Linked DNA regions of Zea mays: region 2 is linked to region 1. Evidence: chromatin contacts called from public Hi-C data. All regions are on one chromosome and are shown on one strand. The core of a region is the stretch at or near the end of the contact, and the rest is flanking DNA. Distances in the headings are between cores, read along the strand shown.

Region 1 (5,325 bases), core at 2,227-4,726:
ATCTCAGAATATAAAACAAAAGTGATTAATGTTTAATTACTTAAAAACTAAAGATCCAAACATAAACAGTTAAAATAACTAAATCGATATTTTTTATTATTTTAGTCGTTTTTTGCTTTTCCATTTAAATATTTAGTTTCTATCTGACTAAACTTTAGTCACTGTTGGAGTTCATCAGCTAGCCTCGGGCACTTACACAGAGTCTATCTACAAGTTACAGCACCGTCGTTTCCTCGGACCATCCAACGCTCGAATCGATTTCTTCGAAGTGCATAACGACGGATCGAACAGGAAGCTTTATGTGGGCATCACACAGAAACCAGTTCAAACTTCAAAGCAGCAGGGAAGAAGATCTCACACAGGGTGGCCCATACTACCAAAACAGTCGAAGCAAGGGCCCGCGTACAAGGTGTTTGCCAAAATGGCGCAACCAAACGCCCGCACCGGGCCTCAGTCGCGCAGTACGACGGCCGGGTCCTTGGACGGCCCGAGGTCTCCCCCTGGGCGACCGGCGCCGGGATCGTCGGACGCGTCCCTCGCGGCGGTGGTGGCGGGGTCAGGGTCGGGGTCGCGGGCGGAGTCGATGGCCTCCTGAGCCTGGTCGAGGTAGGGCTTGAAGCCGACGCGGAAGGAGAGGTAGCCGAAGGCCACGGCGCCCAGCACCACCACCCCTGAGCGCATCGCGTTCTGCCGCGCCCGGCTCCCGCCCGCGCTCATCGCCGACACGGACGCGCGCACCTGGTCTGGCCTCCTGTCGACCTGAGAAGACAGAACGGTGGATGGATCCCTGATCCTTCCCAGCCTCCCTGGATTGGACGAGTGCAGTGCGAGTCTGTGGACTGAGGGTGTGGGACAGTGGGAGTGTTTTGTCTCTATAAAGTCTAAGCAAACAGCTAAGCTGCCTACTCGATCCGTTCCTTCTAATCTTTCCCTATCTTAAAGTCAGACTGTGCGCAGCGGTCACCGCTAGCACTCCCCCTCCCCTTGCATGTCGTCTGTAGGGGGCACCCTACGGCCGCAGCGGTGCCCCCTACAGCGCCCCCTACGTGTCGGCACTCTTCTCTCTCCCACCAATCTAGCGTGTCACTGTTCATCCCCCTAAACACTGTGCTGTGGGTCCACGAGTAATTGTTAGTAGATAAAAAATTGATAGTTGATATAGAAAATGATATTTTATAGTTGTAGTGGGGTATAAAGGAGTATTTAGGGGGAACCGCTGCGGGAGATGAAAAAATAGGGGGGAAAATAGGGGGAAAAAGTGATATAGGGGGAAAAATTTAGGGGTAACGGTTGCAGATAGCCTCACAAGTTATGGATGGAGCATGCCGGTGGCCGGTGGGCACTGGGCAGCCTGAGGCCTTGTTCGTTTGTGTCGGATTGCACCCAGAATCGTTCCAACTAATCAAAGTTTATATAAATTAGAGAAGCAATCCGGTTCGGAATCGTTCTGATCCACCAATCTGACACAAACGAACAAGGCCTGAGCCTCGACCCTGTAGCGTGGAACGAGATGTGAAGAAAAAAAATGTGCGGAGGAAAGGAGACGAAGTCAACAACTCAACATGGAGCGAGAAAAAAAAACTATATATAAAACAGAAAAAAATGTTGCTGCCCAGGATCGAACTGGAGACCTTCAGTGTGTAAGACTGACGTGATAACCACTACACCACAGCAACTTTGACGTATATTCATACAGTTTTGATAATATATATTTACGTCCAGCCCAGCCCACTCCAAAGCAACGAAGACACAACTCTCCCCATAAAAATGTTTTCTCTATTTTAATTTATAATTCATTCGACTTATTAGTCTAAGTTTAATTGGCTCGTCTTATTTAAAAAATTCATAATAATTATTAGTTTTTACTGTGATATTGTTTAATATATAATATATTTTAAATGTGAATTTAAATTTTTCATTTTTTTTGAAAAAAATACGATTTGGTCAAGACATGAGGAAGAAAAATTGATCTAGTTTACGTGCTTTGAGTGACGCACAAAACTGATGCTTTAATGAAGTATGGATTATATAGTTAATAAGCACATGCTAATTTTGACACGATGAGGTTTGGTTATTTAGAAAATGATATGTACAAGAAATCACTCTATCATTAATATAACCTAACTATAGGTGGATATGTAATAAAAGTTAACAAATTGATCAGATAGAATTTGATGTGTAGTAATCTACTAATATCGATGCTTCCTTTGTTATTGCTTCAAAAAGTATATAACATTCGTTCAAGAATCTTGACAGCTAAGGCTATCTTAGAATTTATTTCATAAGCTATTTAAAACTTCACTCTATCTACAATACAATGTCAAAATGGTGTTTTATACTTTTTACGTTTTTTGGTAAGGATACTCTAACAATAGATGATAATACATATATGTGTGTGTTTAATGTTTGATCATTTTAATATGCAGATGTTTCTATTTATATATAGAGAGATAATATGATGAATTTGCTTATAATCTATGATACGATAAATCCACTTCACCTTTTGTCTATTTAGTCTAGATTGGATGGCCTGTGGTTTTTATAGAAGTTATTGTGAGATGTGCGTTGTGGGCTGTGTAAAACCTGCTATGAGCTATGATAAAAATTCAAAGTTGTTTGGTTAGAGCACTTGTGAAACTATTGGCAGTGTAAGAAATACTTGTAATGCCTATAAAGGTTTGGAGGACTATTTATATGCGAATAATAAAGATTTCACTAATTCACATCTATATGACTATTTTAGAAAGGAAAAACATTTTTAAATTTTTGAACCCGTCGGATCGCATAAATAGAAAATACTTTTAAAAATGACACAAATGACTCATATGATAATTACGTATGTGTAAAATTTAAATATGAGTTTTGATATATACGAATATAGATGGCTAAATGGGTCGTTTTTGACGGGCCGGTCCGAATCACGGCCCATTTAATAGTGCCGGGCTGGGCATGGCACGACAGCCGTGCCGTTCTTGGGCCGCTGCCTCGGCCCACAGTGCCGACCCGATTCGACACAATTATATTTTTTATTTTATAAAACATAATGTATATATATTTAGATTTTATATTTGCTATTTACAATAAATGTACTAGAGTTTTACTGGTTAGTCTCTTACATGCCCTATTACGTACAATTTTTTTTGTCATTTTTCTGATTTAATGGGATAACATGGACAAATTAAACAAGCCAAACACGGTTCGATTATCTGTCGGACCTAACGGGCTTGTACCGGACCGCCCGTTTGGACATCTATATATAAGAAACAGATAAGAAACGAGGTAAAGAGAACTTGTATACAGGTACAGTCTCCTTTAATTGACACGTCTTCTTTAGTATGACTCGTACCGCACTGCAGCCGTTGTGCCCCACGCCTCCCGATCAACGGGCCCTGGCAGCCAGATTAGTCCCGCGCCCCGCCTCTGGCTCTCCTTCCTCCGCCTTCCGCGCGCAGCGCAGAGCGCACGGGACACCCGCCGCCCACGCCTTCCGCCCCAGACCCACTGCACGTGCACGGCCACGCGACCCAGCCCACACATCCACTCCGCTTTTTCCAACCGCCGCCCACGCGAACCCCGACGCGGCCGCCTCGAGCTCCACTCCGTTTACCCTGCAACCCCATCCTCCTCGGCTTCCCATGTCGTGCTCGGCGGCGGCGGGCGCCGAGGCCACCGCTCTCCTGTTCCGCAGCGCCGCTCCGTCCACGATCGTCGGGCGTCACCGCCTCGCTATGTCTCGCCGGACTTCGCGCCGAAACCTCAGGTGGGTTGCTTTTATACCCGAGTGTTTCCGAAGGAGCTTCGTGTGGAAGGTGCTCATCATGTGTTCGGGGTATTGCATGTGACATTGGAGCGTTGGGGTGGGCTTGGCGATCCCCGGGTCATGGATTGAATCGTATTGTTGTACTACGTTATTTGCGCACTTTGCAGTGGCTGCAAACTACGGGAGTCGTCAACCGTGCTTGTCTTTTTCTTTTTATATGTTTAAGAAATGGCCGTTTGCAGTCTCTTTGAACACCACTGTCATGTATGAACGCACTGTTCTATTTATTTGTAAACATTTGTGCCAAAATAATTTTTGTTCTGAAAACATGATTGCATCTTTTTCGCTCAATTTTGCGCTGCTGAGGTTCATGTTTGATTGATGTCACTGTTCTGCCCATTTCTAAACATTGCTGTATGTTATGTACAACGTTTAGTTTCTAGAATTTGAAAATTATGTATCGTGTATGTATCAAGCTTCCATTTTCTTGTGTTAGGACTGGTGTGCACCCTCATCAGAAGAGTGCACCTAGTGCTAACCATCGTAACAGGGCTAGCATTCAGAGAGATAGAGCATCAGCTTCCATTGATGAAGAACAGAAACAGGTACTGCAGCAAATTCTTTAGCAATTTTGTCTTCCATAAGATAAGATGTTTTATAATCTATAGTGTTTGACACTGAGTATTTTTTCCATGTTTCATATGTTTTTAATTCTTACTCTTACACTGCAACTGTCAATTTTAAAACTAACGTCATTAGAAATATCAATACTCTTCTACTTTTCTATATTAGTTTATTCACTGTTTTTTCTTTTAAGCATTTCTGTTTTGATCTCTTTGCGGCAGATGTCTGAAGATGAAAATGGCCTACTAGACATTCAACTGGAAGATCTGGTAGGAATGATACAGAATACCCAGAAGAGTAGGAGATTCCTTCCTCTGAATATTCTTATTTTTTGTACGATATGTGCATATAATGAACTTTAATTTCAAATTTTATTTGGTTAGATATATTGCTTCTGAATCAAGCTCGTCTTCAAGCATTGGAACGTGCTGACAAAATTCTTAAAGAGAAAGAAACTTTGCAACAGAAGATAAACATTTTAGAGATGAAACTGTCAGAAACAGGTAAACAATCTGTGCTTTCTAGTGAAGTAAAGTCTGATGAAGAGAGTCTGGAGTTTGATGTCGTAAAGGAAGAGAATATGCTACTGAAGGATGAGATGAATTTTCTAAAAGGAAAGCTTATTGAGATAACTGAGACAGAGGAGAGTCTATTCAAGTTGGAGAAAGAGTGTGCTCTTCTAAATGCTTCCCTTAGGGAGCTCGAGTGTACATCCACTTCTGCCCAATCTGATGTGTTGAAACTTGGCCCTCTGCAACAAGATGCCTGGTGGGAGAAAGTAGAAAATTTGGAAGACTTGCTTGATTCCACAGCAAACCAAGTGGAGCATGCTTCTTTGACGCTAGATGGTTACCGTGATTTCCAGGATAAGGTTGACAAACTAAAAGCATCATTGGGAACAACAAACGTATCAGAGTTCTGTCTTTATTTGGTTGATATTT
Region 2 (5,066 bases), core at 1,515-4,014, 160 kb after region 1:
CCCCTCCTCCTTGCGGAAAGGCGACGCAGGGGCGTATGTAAAAAAGCCGAGTCTGCCCCTAACCGCCCTCTCGCTCTGTGCAGAGGCTCGGGGGCTTCTCTCGCAAACCCGGCTCCGGCCGAACCGTTGACAGCGTCAACATACCAGCCCGAGAACTTGGGACCCGACCGTACACCTGGGCTACGGCCAGCTCGCATGAGGGAACGACCAGACCAGCCGAAGCACTACGAAAGGCATTAAGACCTCGAAGGAGTGAAACCACTCCTCCGAGGCCTCGGGGGCTACACCCGGCGGGTGCGCTCGCGCGCACCCACCGGAACAAAATGCAACCGAGAAAGGCTGGTCCCCTTGCAAAAAAGTGCGACGAAAGCCTCCAAGCGAGTGCAAACACTCCCTTCGAGGCTCGGGGGCTACTGTCGGGGACCATAATTAGGGGTACCCTCAAGGCTCCTAATTCTCAGCTGGTAACCCCCATCAGCACAAAGCTGCAAAGGCCTGATGGGTGCGAATAAGTCAGGGATCAGTCCATTCGAGGGACTCGATCACGCCTCGCCCGAGCCTAGCCTCGGACAAGGGCAGCCCACCCCGGAGGATTTCCGTCTCGCCCGAGGCCCCCCTTCAGCGGCGAACATATTTTCGGCTCGCCCGAGGCCCTGCCTTCGCCAAGAAGCAACCCTGACCAAATCGCCGCACCGACCGACCAAATCGCAGGAGCATTTAATGCGAAGGTGGCCTTACACCTTTATCCTGACGCGCGCCCCCCAGCCGGTAGAGCCGAAGTGACCGCCGTCACTTCGCCGCTCCACTGACCGGCCTGACAGAAGGACAGCGCCGCCTGCGCCACTCCGACTGCGGTGCCACTTGACAGAGTGAGACTGACAGATAGTCAGGCCCGGCCAAAGGCACCATAGGAAGCTCCGCTCCGCCCGACCTAGGGCTCGGACTCGGGCTAAGTCCCGGAAGACGGCGAACTCCACTCCGCCCGACCCAGGGCTCGGACTCGGGCTAAGTCCCGGAAGACGGCGAACTCCGCCCGACCCAGGGCTCGGACTCGGGCTAAGTCCCGGAAGACGGCGAACTCCGCCCGATCTAGGTCTCGGACTCGGGCTAAGTCCCGGAAGACGGCGAACTCCGCCCGACCCAGGGCTCGGACTCGGGCTAAGTCCCGGAAGACGGCGATCTCCGCCTCGCCCGACCCAGGGCTCGGACTCGGGCTAAGTCCCAGAAGACGACGAACTCCACTCCGCCCGACCTAGGGCTCGGACTCGGGCTAAGTCCTAGAAGACGACGATCTCCGCCTCGCCCGGCCCAGGGCTCGGACTTGGGCTCGGCCCCAGAAGACGACGAACTCCGCTTCGCCCGACCCCAGGGCTCGGACTCCGCCCCGGCACCAGCCGACGATCTCCGCCTCGCCCGAACCTGGGGCTCGGACCCGACCTCGGCCACGGAAGACAGACTCGACCTCGGCTTCGGAGGAGCTTCCACATCGCCCAACCTAGGGCGCAGACCAGCCACGTCAACAGGAGGCGCCATCATCACCCTACCCCGAGCTGACTCGGGCCGCAGGGAACAAGACCGGTGTCCCATCTGGCTCGCCTCGCCAGATAGGCAATGATGGCGCCCTGCATACTCTGTGACGACGGCGGCTCTCAGCCCCTATACGGAAGCAAGAGGACGTCAGCAAGGACTCAACCGCTCCGACAGCTGTCCCTCCGCCAGGCTCCATCGCTCCTCCGACGGCCACGACATCACACCAGCTGGGTGCCAAAATCTCTCCGGCTGCCACAACGGCATGTACTTAGGGCGCTAGCTCTCCTCCGCTAGACACGTAGCACTCTGCTACACCCCCAATTGTACACCTGGATCCTCTCCTTGCGCCTATAAAAGGGAGGACCAGGGCCCTCTTAGAGAGGGTGGGCCGCGCGGGGACGAGGACGAGACACGCGCTCGCTTGAAGCCGCTCGCTCTCTCTCCCGCGTGGACGCTTGTAACCCCCTACTGCAAGCGCACCCGACCTGGGCGCGGGACGAACACGAAGGCCGCGGGATTCCCACCCCTCTCACGCTGGTCTCCGGCCGCCTCGCTCTCCCCTCTTCGCGCTCGCCCTCGCGCTCGACCCATCTGGGCTGGGGCACGCGGCGACATTCACTCGTCGGCCTAGGGACCCTCCGGTCTCGAAACGCCGACACCTCTTACATCCGGGTGTGACAATAAGTTTGTTATCTTTTTTTATTCCTCACTTTTGTTAGTTTTTGGAATGATATAGATTAATCTATCATCATCTCATTCGTCCCAGATTATTGGTATATGCATGAGGATTGAGTTTAACATAATGCAAAGGGTGACACCATCTCACGAAAGCATGAAGTGATTTTACAAACTAAATATAACAATAATATATAAAAGACTATGTGCGTAAAAATCTTTAAAATATCTTATAATTTGGAGCGAATACAATAATATATTTTTTGTTTTATGTAAACTAAATCGAGGGCTAAACTTCACGTAGGGTGGACATACTCATCAATCACTTATGGCAATAGGGTCTAGCATTAAAAAAATTAGAATTATTTCGATTCGAAGGACATCCGAAACGATTTCTAGCCGAATTTCTTGTATATTTTATATAAGATTTGATTAATGAAAAAAAGTTGCTGGGTGAATTCCGATTTCCTACACAGACGAAACATCTCCTTAGCTTGCCGTACATTTTTCTTTTCTTCTTTACGCAAATGGTAAAACGCTTGGGAAACACAATTCAGCCCTGGCCTTTTTCCAGTTGAGTTCACCTCTTGGCTCTTGCCTCCTGCATCTCTAGAGAGGCACATCCCAGCTCCAAGCTTCGCGCCTTGTTGGATCGTGGCGTCCAAGCAACGGTGGTAGCGGAGCGCGAGGCAGTGGCCGCAGAAGGAAGCGCGAAGCATCCATGGACCAACGCCAGGTGGGTATTCCCATTTCGTTCATCCGTCTTTTTTCTCTCCATCCTCTGGGGAAGTTTGAATCTGAGCTTTCTCCTGCGTTCCCGATCTTCCTCGGAATTGATCTCGCCTTAGGAATTGCCCCATATCCGTTGTCGGTTCTCGGATTATGGCTCGCGAGTTCTGGTTCGGATTCGGGTGGATCCATTTAGGCTTGGAATGGCGCGTGGATCTCAGTTAGGCTGTGAAAGGGGCTTGGTGTGGCACGGGATCTGAATTAGTGAACCAATATTTAGTTTCTGGGATAGTAGGATGCACGATGCAGTTGTATTGGTTTCTTGGGATGGATCGGGCTGTCGGTGCTCTTTAGCTTATAAAATTCCCTGCTCAGTTGAGATCTGATTATTATCCGTCCAAACAAATAATGGCGTCAACATTGTTCAGGTGGTTAGCGAGAATTATGCCAATCCCATAACATGCTTCTTCCATGTGCTATTCAAGGTAATCCGCTTGCTATCTCATGGATCTTACATCGTGTTTCGTCGAATTATGGTATAGGGTAACGGTTTAACACTTACTAATTCTTATATGTTCGCTCTAAGGCGGGGGCGCTAGCCTTCTACATCCTATTCTCGCTCTTTGTGAAGAGCTTCGTCATCATCTTCGTGATCACGGTGCTCCTCGCAGCGCTTGACTTCTGGGTGGTGAAGAACGTCAGTGGCAGGATACTAGTCGGGCTGCGGTGGTGGAATGAGATCGATGATGACGGAAACAGTGTGTGGAAGTTTGAATGCCTTGATGGGGAGGTCTGTGCCTGCTTTGCCTGTGATGTTAATTGTATTCGTGTGTGAAATTGTTGCAGGTTGTAACTTGAATGTTCCCTGCAGTCTCTCGCTCGGATGAACAAGAAGGATTCATGGCTGTTCTGGTGGACTCTTTACTTGACTGTGAGTGAATTTTCTGTTATAATGAATGTCATGGTGTAGACGATAGACATCGTTGGATCGGTGTCATGATGTCTGAGATTACTTGATTACAAGTTGCTGTTTGTGACCATCTTTTTATGAACCAATAAGTCAAAAATTGTTTCATTAGGAGAGACCTGTTCAAACGTCGGGTCAGGTCGGGCCATTGGCTATTTAGCGTGGCCCATACCCGACTCGTGCCTAGTGTCGGGTTGGCCCATGCCTACTGTTTGACGTGTCGGGTCGGGTTTTTTCGGATTGGGTTGGGTTTTTTCGGGCTGGGTCGGGTTTTGGATTAAAAATCATGACATGTACCCAATCCGTGAATTGTTGCGGGTCAAAAATTATGGCCCGTACCCGCTTGTTGCATTGGTTGGATCGGATCGGGTCGGGCCGGATTTTTTTGGCGGGTCGGGTTGGGTGGCTCATGATCAGGTCCGAGGCTATGTATATTCACTTGGTGTTTATGCTACCTGTACAAATGCACTTGGCTATTTCATTTTTCCTTGTTCCTTAGCTGTGCTTGTCCATTATCTACTTAGTTATGTTTGATCCAATTTCTCTATTGTTTCCATTAACTTACACGATTTAAGTGTACAAAGTTCAACAAAATGTACCTAAATCCAATTGTGGTTTAATAACTATCGGGTATAAGTCTGGTTAACAACTTAATATAGGTGCAATATTTTGTCAACTTAACACTTGAAATTTGATAACTGGTACATCTTGCATGAATGAAAATTACTTGTAGTTGATTCTAGCTTATCAGTTAAAGCAGTCTTTTGAGAGGGAAAAAATAGCCCCTTTTGACTGTTCGTTCTCTCCCATGGTTCCAGTATACCACAATATGCAGTTATGCACTTAGTTGGGGGTTCTGTGATAGTATCTTTACCTCAACAAATGTTTGCTGATCTGTCTGCTCTCTTGAGAAGATGGAAGTCTTATCTTAAGTCTTAACATTGTAAATGATACCAGAGAAGGCTGTCACGTCCATACTTGAGGGTGGTCCGTTGAAGGCCTTTTATTGTCTATTCTATGTTTACCAACCGTGACAACTGATATGTATTAGAATATATATAAACAAAAACAAATCTCTTCATGTTTCAGGCTGCTGCATGGATCGTTCTTGGTATATTTTCACTCATCAGGCTTGAGGCTGATTACCTTCTTGTTGTTGGAGTTT

What was found. Hi-C and Micro-C count contacts between places; a contact is called where the count stands out from the background.
Region 2: a contact with region 1 is called in a Hi-C map of bundle sheath, with 3 times the contacts expected there. The contact joins the promoter of LOC100381872 here to the promoter of LOC100170236 in region 1. A contact is called at or near these places in 7 of 25 Hi-C or Micro-C datasets (bundle sheath, ear, endosperm and 2 more).

What each region holds. Positions count from the first base shown.
Region 1 is chr8:128,503,055-128,508,379 of Zm-B73-REFERENCE-NAM-5.0, forward strand. It overlaps LOC100170236 (starch synthase IV), which reads left to right and starts at 3,477. Exons shown (of 16, transcript NM_001130118.1): 1 at 3,477-3,760; 2 at 4,257-4,365; 3 at 4,606-4,681; 4 at 4,768-5,325. The coding sequence starts at 3,636. LOC100277828 reads right to left here and starts at 849. Exons shown (of 1, transcript NM_001321545.1): 1 at 301-849. The coding sequence starts at 717. The coding sequence ends at 451. It overlaps TRNAV-UAC (transfer RNA valine (anticodon UAC)), which reads right to left and starts at 1,676; the gene lies at 1,604-1,676.
Region 2 is chr8:128,662,406-128,667,471 of Zm-B73-REFERENCE-NAM-5.0, forward strand. LOC100381872 reads left to right here and starts at 2,765. Exons shown (of 6, transcript NM_001174657.1): 1 at 2,765-2,941; 2 at 3,363-3,419; 3 at 3,521-3,724; 4 at 3,806-3,865; 5 at 4,991-5,066. The coding sequence starts at 2,927.